Linked DNA regions of Dromaius novaehollandiae: region 1 is linked to region 2. The links are chromatin contacts, called in public Hi-C maps. All regions are on one chromosome and are shown on one strand. Each heading gives the region's core, a stretch centred on a gene start, on an enhancer-like site or on the middle of the called end of the contact. The rest is flanking DNA. Distances are from core to core; before and after follow the strand shown. Region 1 has its middle 24 kb from the start of ARHGAP42. Region 2 has its middle 80 kb from the start of PGR.

Region 1 (4,099 bases), core at 463-2,962, 320 kb before region 2:
TAATCTATAAGCCTGTCAAGGAAAGGGCTCATGTATGTATGTGTTCATATATTTTAAGAGGAAGGACTTTGACAAAATCAAAGCCTTAATATCTTATACTTCAAACACATCAATCACTTTCTATTTTTAACATATATAAAGTTCAGGAAGATTTTAATGGTCATGTCTTTTCATGCTACTTAGCATGAGTACCATCACTGTACTCAGAGTCCCAAACTACACTTAGTTGTCTACTATTGTACACTGACCCGATCACATTAACATCTTCTGCTCTCTGGGCCCATCCATCAAAGCAATGCAGATCCCCTCTTCTACTTCAAGGATCCTAGGAACATACTATAATAGGGAAGGGAAGGCAACACTGACTGATCAGCAGGCACCAGTAGTGATCCTCTTTACTCTCTGCTAGCTACAACTTTGTCCTTGTTTATGTTACACATTTGGCTTCTGCTCACTCCACAATTTTAGAATATCAATATGCTGCAACTCATCATTTTTTCCAGTCCAGTTAGCTTCAGTAACATAATTCCGTGTGTGACTTGGAGTGAGGAAAGAACAGGTCATGTCAAGTAAAAGTGTTTTAATTCTAGTACCAAAAAAAGTTTTGTTTAGAAACATCCCCTGTAAAGTCTATCTGGTGCTAATTAGATTCTCCTTTTAAACTGTTTCATATTAGACAATCATAAATTTTAGATACTTTTTGATAAATATATTCCTTCAAAAATCAGAAACTGTGCTGGATGATATAACTCATATTATCACATCTGTTTTCCTACCCTGAAATATCTTTGCTTTCCTGACTGCCTTCTGACTATGACCAGTAGAGGGCATTTCAGGACTGAATTATGTGCATACAAAACTAAAAAAGACTAGCATTTCTATCACAAATAGTAATTTGCTTATATTAGAGGAATCTATGTTTGAAGCTTAATAAATATTTTAGCATAAACTCTGAAGATTTCAATGTAAATATCATATCCCTAATATTTAAGTAAAATGTCACATGCAACATTTATTTGAGTAAGTGCTCTGTTTTCAAATTTGTTTTACAAAATTGTTTATTGTGCGTATACCACTGAACCACTGTAAAAATGACATTTAGGCAGTTAAATGCATAGGCACATTAAAACTTAATATATAATTCCCCTTAAGTAGGGGGGAAAATTATCTGCATAGAAGTCAATCATTGCAAGATTTTATTTTAATGAGCAGAAGGCCTATTTCAGCATTATTAACCATTTAATTGCATGTCCTTTACTTCAATTATGAGATTATTTATATCAGGTTAAATCTGTTTTTGCAAATTGGCTGATTAAAACCAAACGAGATGCTCATCCTATCTTAAAAGATATACCTCTTCATATTGTCATGCGAGTTTCAGATGTGGTTCTTCAAAGTGAGCTGCAAATCTGAATGGGATAAATACAATATTCAATACAAGTAAGCACAAATGAAAACAACTGCTAAAAATACAGCCTTACTAGCCTGGTGTTAAAAAGTGTACACCCAAATCTGCTTGCACAATTGCATGCCCAATTACATTAGCTGGGCTTTTTGAATGTGGATATTCAGTTACATGCCTTCATTTGAGCTTATAGTTATGCTAAGGGTGCTTGTGTAAGTGCATGCACGCTGTTGGGAGTCCCAGGCTGTAAGTGGGTTGCTGACACAGACTGAGCAGAGTCAGCCACAGCTGTGCCCTAATTAAGGGTTTCCTCAGGTTACAGCATTTTAGTTTGTTCCAAGACTGAATGACAGAGCTTTTTACAGGAGTTTCCACAGACTCAGAGTGAGAACAGGGGAGGGACTCCAACAGCAAAGCAATAGTGCATGAGGATGCTGCCTAGCTGGCCCTGGGATAAGATTTAGATGTGGAAGAAGGCATCCATAACATCACTTCTTTAGCCTTCTAACAAAACTTTGAAACTATAGTATGACCTACTTTAATGTGGCTGTCATCTTCCACTGCATGACAAGCCACCCTGTCAGAAGCATGTATTCAGCATCATTCACAGTTTAAACTGTATTTCTGTATTTTGTTAAACACAAATTCCCACACTTGGATCTGTAGCAAAGTATTATTTTGGGGAAGAACAGCATTAGAGTAAGTTGTGAACCTCCATAATTTCAATAAAGTGGTCCTTTTTTCTACTTTATGGAAGTAAAAGAAGAAAATATTTCAAGCTTTCATCACACTGGTAATTTAAACAACCATTTAAAAATAGATGTGCCATTTTCCCCTGAGGAGATAAAAGGCTCTAGAATAATACGTGCCATATGCTAGCCATAATCCTTAGTTGCACTGCTGGCTGGCAATTGTTTTGCGGAGTGAAAGCAGATATATATGTATATGTGTGTGTGTCTGTATATATATATATATATGTGTGTGTGTGTGTGTGTGTGTATGCATATATATATATACACATTTATATAAAAGAGTTTATGACCTTGCTGGATTTTCCTTTAAAAAAAAAAAAAAAAAAAAACAAGTTTTCCAAACTACATATTTCCATATAGCTTACCACTGAGAACCTGAAAAACCTGTTCTCATGCAAATCTGTCCTGAAATAATATTGCTTTTGGCAAGGCATATTCCTGGGGGAAATTCCCAGTCAACTGAGTAGAGTGATACTGATCTAATGAAAAGAAAACTATAATGATAATGACAGAAGGAAGAGTGCAAATGGCTACTCAAAGGTATTAAGTATACGTGCCTGATCTGGTGGGGATCAGGCTTCACTCTCAGGGTGATCTGGCTAAATGAGGAACCTGCTTAAGGTCACCTTCAAACTCCACCTAAAGATTAGCCAACATTTTAAAACTATGACTCCACTGTGCACTTAAATCACCAGCACAGGAAACTAGATATGGATTTTCAGTTACTTCAAGTGAAAAGAGACCATGAAGTTCAAAGCACTGGATAAAAAACTGGTTTTCAGAAGCTAAGTCCTAGAAAAATGATTGTGATAGCAGAAAGACACCTCAGGTGTAAACTCACAACACACCCAAAGCAGCTTAATGACAGGCTGCCAGCGAAAGGGATAGTCCTGCTCTCCTGCCCACCCCGGCTGTGCTGCGTTTGCCTTGGAGCTAGTGGCAGCAAGGCCACAGCAGGAGCTGCACCCACCCCCTCGCTGCTACAGGGCTGCTCCATGAGGGAGGGTGAGTCGGGAGCCAGGGCTGGCGATGGCATGGTCAGTGCCATCACCCACCAGGCACAGGCCTGCAGCACCTCAGCAGGGTGGGTAAAGCAGGGTGCTGGTAACACCGGCAGCCCCAGACAAGGTCAGTCGAGCCCATAGGCCATGCAGGTTGCCCACTCAGAAGCAGCAGGAAGCAGGGCCAGAGATATGAGGGTAGAGAAGATTACATAGGCTTGAGGTCCACCAGAAGACAGCACCGGAGACAACCAACCTACAAGACAGATCTGAGTCTATCAAGAAGACAAGGCCAGAAGCACCACAGCAGACAGATACACCTATGGCACAGCTCAGGCAAGGGCTGATTGCCCAAGCCTGAGCTGAAAAGCAGCTCCTAGACCAAGGGGCAGAGGGCGTGGGTGGAAGTCCCAGGTGAGGCTGGTCAGGGCAATTAAGGTGTATTAGTGTGCTCAAGGCACTGACATTTATATCATGGAAAAATCTGGTACTGAAAAGAAGGCTACACAATCACCAGGAGCTCTTGCAAATATAAGGATAGGTTGTTTGACTTTAGTGTCTTTAGAATATGCACCAGCCAATTACACTTCTAGTTTATAAATGAAAACATTTTAAGAGCTAAACTGAAGTTTATCTTAGTCTCCTATTGCTGAAAACTGTAGCTTGTACTGATACCCTGGCTCCCTCTCACTCAAGTTTTTCAGCAATGATACATAAGAGAAGTAATGGTAATATGCACTGATTTATTTCCTCTTATCTGCCATCTGGAATTGTGCTTAATACTTGCTTTAGTGGTTGGCAAGTGTGGTGAAGAGTTTACACCTGCTCCTTACCCCAGCACTGAAGAGAGAATAATAAAAGCCTGCTTTGGTAAACCTGAATATGACAGTGTTTGGGAGGATCTGTGTGATTGCCATAAAGGCAGCAGTTCAAATCAATAG
Region 2 (3,602 bases), core at 673-3,172:
TCTCATCGGGTAAGGAGTTCTATCTTTTTTAGCAGGAAAATGAGAATTTCATCTTTGCTGTCCATGTTACTAATAGCTACTCAGCTGTAGGTCTCACATAGGAGGTCCATCTTTAACTGTTACAAACATTTTACTATTCTGTTGCCATTGGATTGATTCCTGGCTTACAGACTGGTATGTTTTTCAGTAGAAATTTTGTACACCAGCAGTATTGTCAAACTGTAATGCCTGAGAGGCGATCTTGATTATGATTTGTGGTTAAATTTAAAACTTTTACATTGACGTTGTGTTCATCATCTTTGATTCTGACTAGAACAAGGATTATATTACCAAACAACTTAAAATTCATCCTCTATGTGTAACTGATATCCGAGGTAGACTTTGACAATAGACTTGTTTGCTTACAAGTTATTAATAATGTTATTCCACAATATTGGTTTCACTTATACACTGACTCTGGAAGTCAGCTGGCTAAAAGTAACTTAGAAACTTCTGGAAATTCTCCTTTCTCATTTGGAAATTAACTGTCTGACAAAGAGATTCAGTTTTCTGGATATTGAATTTCTCAAAAAAAAATTTGAATATAGCAATGTCTCTTAAATAATGGACTAGATAAATGGTCAGTGAGGTGGACTGAAAATTGCCTGAACTGTCAGGCTCAGAGGGTTGTGATCAGTGGTGTGAAATCCATCTGGGGATGCTAGTGGTGTCCCCCGGGGCCGATACTGGGGCCGATACTCTCTAACATCTTCACTGATGACCTGAATGATGGGACTCTGTGCCCTCTCAGCATGTTTGCTGGGAGGAGCGGTTATTACACCAGAGGGTTGTGCTGCCATTCACAGGGACATCAACAGGATAGAGAAATTCCTCAACAGGAATCTCACGAAGGTCAAAAAAGGAAAATGCCAGGTCCTGCACATGGGAAGCAATAACCCCATACACCAGGACAGGCTGGGGGCTGACCATCTGGAAAGCAGCTTTGCAAAGAAGGCCCTGGGGTTGCTGGTGGGCAACAGTTGACCACGAGCCAGAAACGTGCCCTTGTGGCAAAGAAGGCCAAGAGCCTCCTGGACTGCATTAGACAGAGCATTGCCAGCAGGTCAAGGGAGGTGATCCTCCCCCTCTGCTAACTCCTGGTGAGACCACACCTGTAGTGCTGGGTCCAGTGCCGGGCTCTCCAGTGCAAGAGAGACATGGAGCTACTGTAGTGAGTCCAGCATAGGGCCACAAAAATAATTGAAGGGGCTGGAGCATCTCTCATATGACTGTTCAGCCTGGAGAAGGCTCAAGAGGATGTTTCATCTGAACACAAGAAAAAACTTTCTTCCTGTGAAGATGGTTGAAACCTGGAACAGGTTGCCCAGAGAGGTTGTGGAGTCTCCATCCTTGGGCATATTCAGAACCCAACTGGACACAACCCTGAGCAACCTGCTCTAGCTGATCCTGCTGGGGCAGGGGGTTGGATTAGACAATCTCCAGAGGTCCCTTCTCACCTCAGCCATCTTGTGATTGTATGAAATTTAATTAATATAATGTTATAACAATAGTTATTTTTTGTTGAGAGTGTTGTGCCTTATTGACATATTGCTGTCTTCAACTTTTCCTGTTCCTAGTTTCACTCCTAAGATTTTTAAAGATGTGTACTTCTGGGCATGTGTTGTGTGTGCTTCTGAGTATGTCTTGTATGTATACACGTACACACACACACACACACACACACACACACATATGACATATATATATGTATTATATATATGCACAGGTATATTTTTATTTATTTATTTATATGTGTGTGTGTGTGTTGTGTGTGTGTGGTGTATGTGTATGTGTGTGTATGTGTGTGCCGGTGTGTGACTATGTGTTGCAATCACTGGTCAGTGAGATCAGATTTCAGATGTTTGAAAGGATTATGTACAGTTAGCCTACTGCTTACTTTTTAAGCAATAATGGGGAATTACTGCCACAGTGTGGTGGATTTTGTTCTTGCATATTCCTTTAAAATTGCAGGTATTTAATTCACTAAACTTTTTTGCCACTTTTATTTTTAAAACGTTTGCATATTGATACAGACTCAAACAAAGCTTTGGCTTACTTTGCACTTGCAATTTACCTGGAACTTAGATCTACCTTTTAACTAAACACTAGGAAGTAGCTTCTATAGTGTCAAACTTTGCTTTTTTGTTTAAGAAGTCATGCAAATGGAAGGTTCAGTTTATACTGCAGATGACACATAAACAGCTCAAAATAAATTTTGTCAGAATACTTGTTGCAACTGAAGTTTTTCTTTGTGATTTTCTGCAGTTTGATCATTCAGTCACTGTGTGCCTGAGAGATCTCCCTGAGATGTTAGTTCCATTCAACACTGCATTTTTTTTTTTTTTTTTTTTGATGGATGTTTTTCCTGGGTAACATGATTGTATCATTGACACATATCACTGAAAGCATGTGCATTGGCACATTCTGTTCATTATTGCTGGCCTTAGATGTCTACAGTCCTTACATCTGTGTCACTAATTAAACCTTGTTGTACCTGACTTTGAGGCTTTTTGTCCAATTCATCTGCCTTGAGCCATGTAGAGTCAAATAAAGGCATTGTGAGCACTGTAACAGTGAACTCAAGCCAAGCAAACAGTGTTCCTACGTCAGGTCGCTACACACTTCAGCTAGAAACATTCTTCAGCCTACTTCGAAGGTATGTGTGCCTGACCTGCATCCAGATAATCTGAACGAGAGGCAGGTTTGAACTTGAATTATGGCTTGTGTTCATGCTTGGAAGGCAGGCTACTTGCGCACTCGGACGCCTGGTCCCAGGAAGAGAGCTCATGGTTTGAGGGACACAGAGAGACCCATCAGTCCATCAGTGACTGATTTGTTGTGTTAACACTGATGCCCATCCAGGTTGTTCCACTGTAAGCACTGCTGTTACAGCCAAAGAGTGCAAGTAAAATACAAATGTGGCTATGAAGTTTGATTTTTATAGGGTTTGCAATGTCAGAGCTGAGGATAAGCAACCCAAAGAAAGTGCTTTGGGGTCCTCACAGTTCTGGGTGCTCCCAGCATCTAAAGAAACGCCCCTTGAAAATTAGTCTGTGGTATGGGGCCCTTTGTAGTACAGTGGCATTCCTGGGCTTCTTCTCTTAAGTCCTTTTTACACTAAATAACTATAAAAAAGAATGAGGACATTAGTTCAGGTTTCCAGAACTGAGTTTACTCAGACAAACTTTTTTTCCCCTTTTTTTAGCAAGATTTCTGGAGAGCTGATGCACCTAGTATAATTAGCCATGACCCTGATAAATGTACTGCACAAAGATAAATATGTTATACTATAATCATTACCCAATGAATACATCTATTTCCTAACCGGACTTGTTAATTTAGGCCTCTGGCCATGATATAACGAATTTATGTTGGCAGGGACAAGGCACTGCTGTGGGAAATTATTGTTATTCAATTTCATTCTTACTTAGGAAAAGAATAGATGGAGGAACATAGAAATGCATTCAGGAATATAAAATTGTTAAAATATTTGCTTAATTGGAAATAGAACAATATTTCATGTATTTATGTACCCAGTTGTGACATTTATGGGGATGGGCTTA

What was found. Hi-C and Micro-C count contacts between places; a contact is called where the count stands out from the background.
Region 1: a Hi-C map of ovary shows a contact between it and region 2, with 5 times the contacts expected there. The contact joins two enhancer-like sites. A contact is called at or near these places in 2 of 4 Hi-C or Micro-C datasets (brain and ovary).

What each region holds. Positions count from the first base shown.
Region 1 is chr1:204,727,779-204,731,877 of bDroNov1.hap1, reverse strand. No RefSeq gene overlaps it. Among named protein-coding and RNA genes, the nearest start is that of ARHGAP42, 24 kb to the right of the region's middle. Within about 2 kb of position 1,712, at least 2 of the 2 cell types and tissues checked have open chromatin away from gene starts, as enhancers often do.
Region 2 is chr1:204,410,656-204,414,257 of bDroNov1.hap1, reverse strand. No RefSeq gene overlaps it. Among named protein-coding and RNA genes, the nearest start is that of PGR, 80 kb to the left of the region's middle. Within about 2 kb of position 1,922, at least 2 of the 2 cell types and tissues checked have open chromatin away from gene starts, as enhancers often do.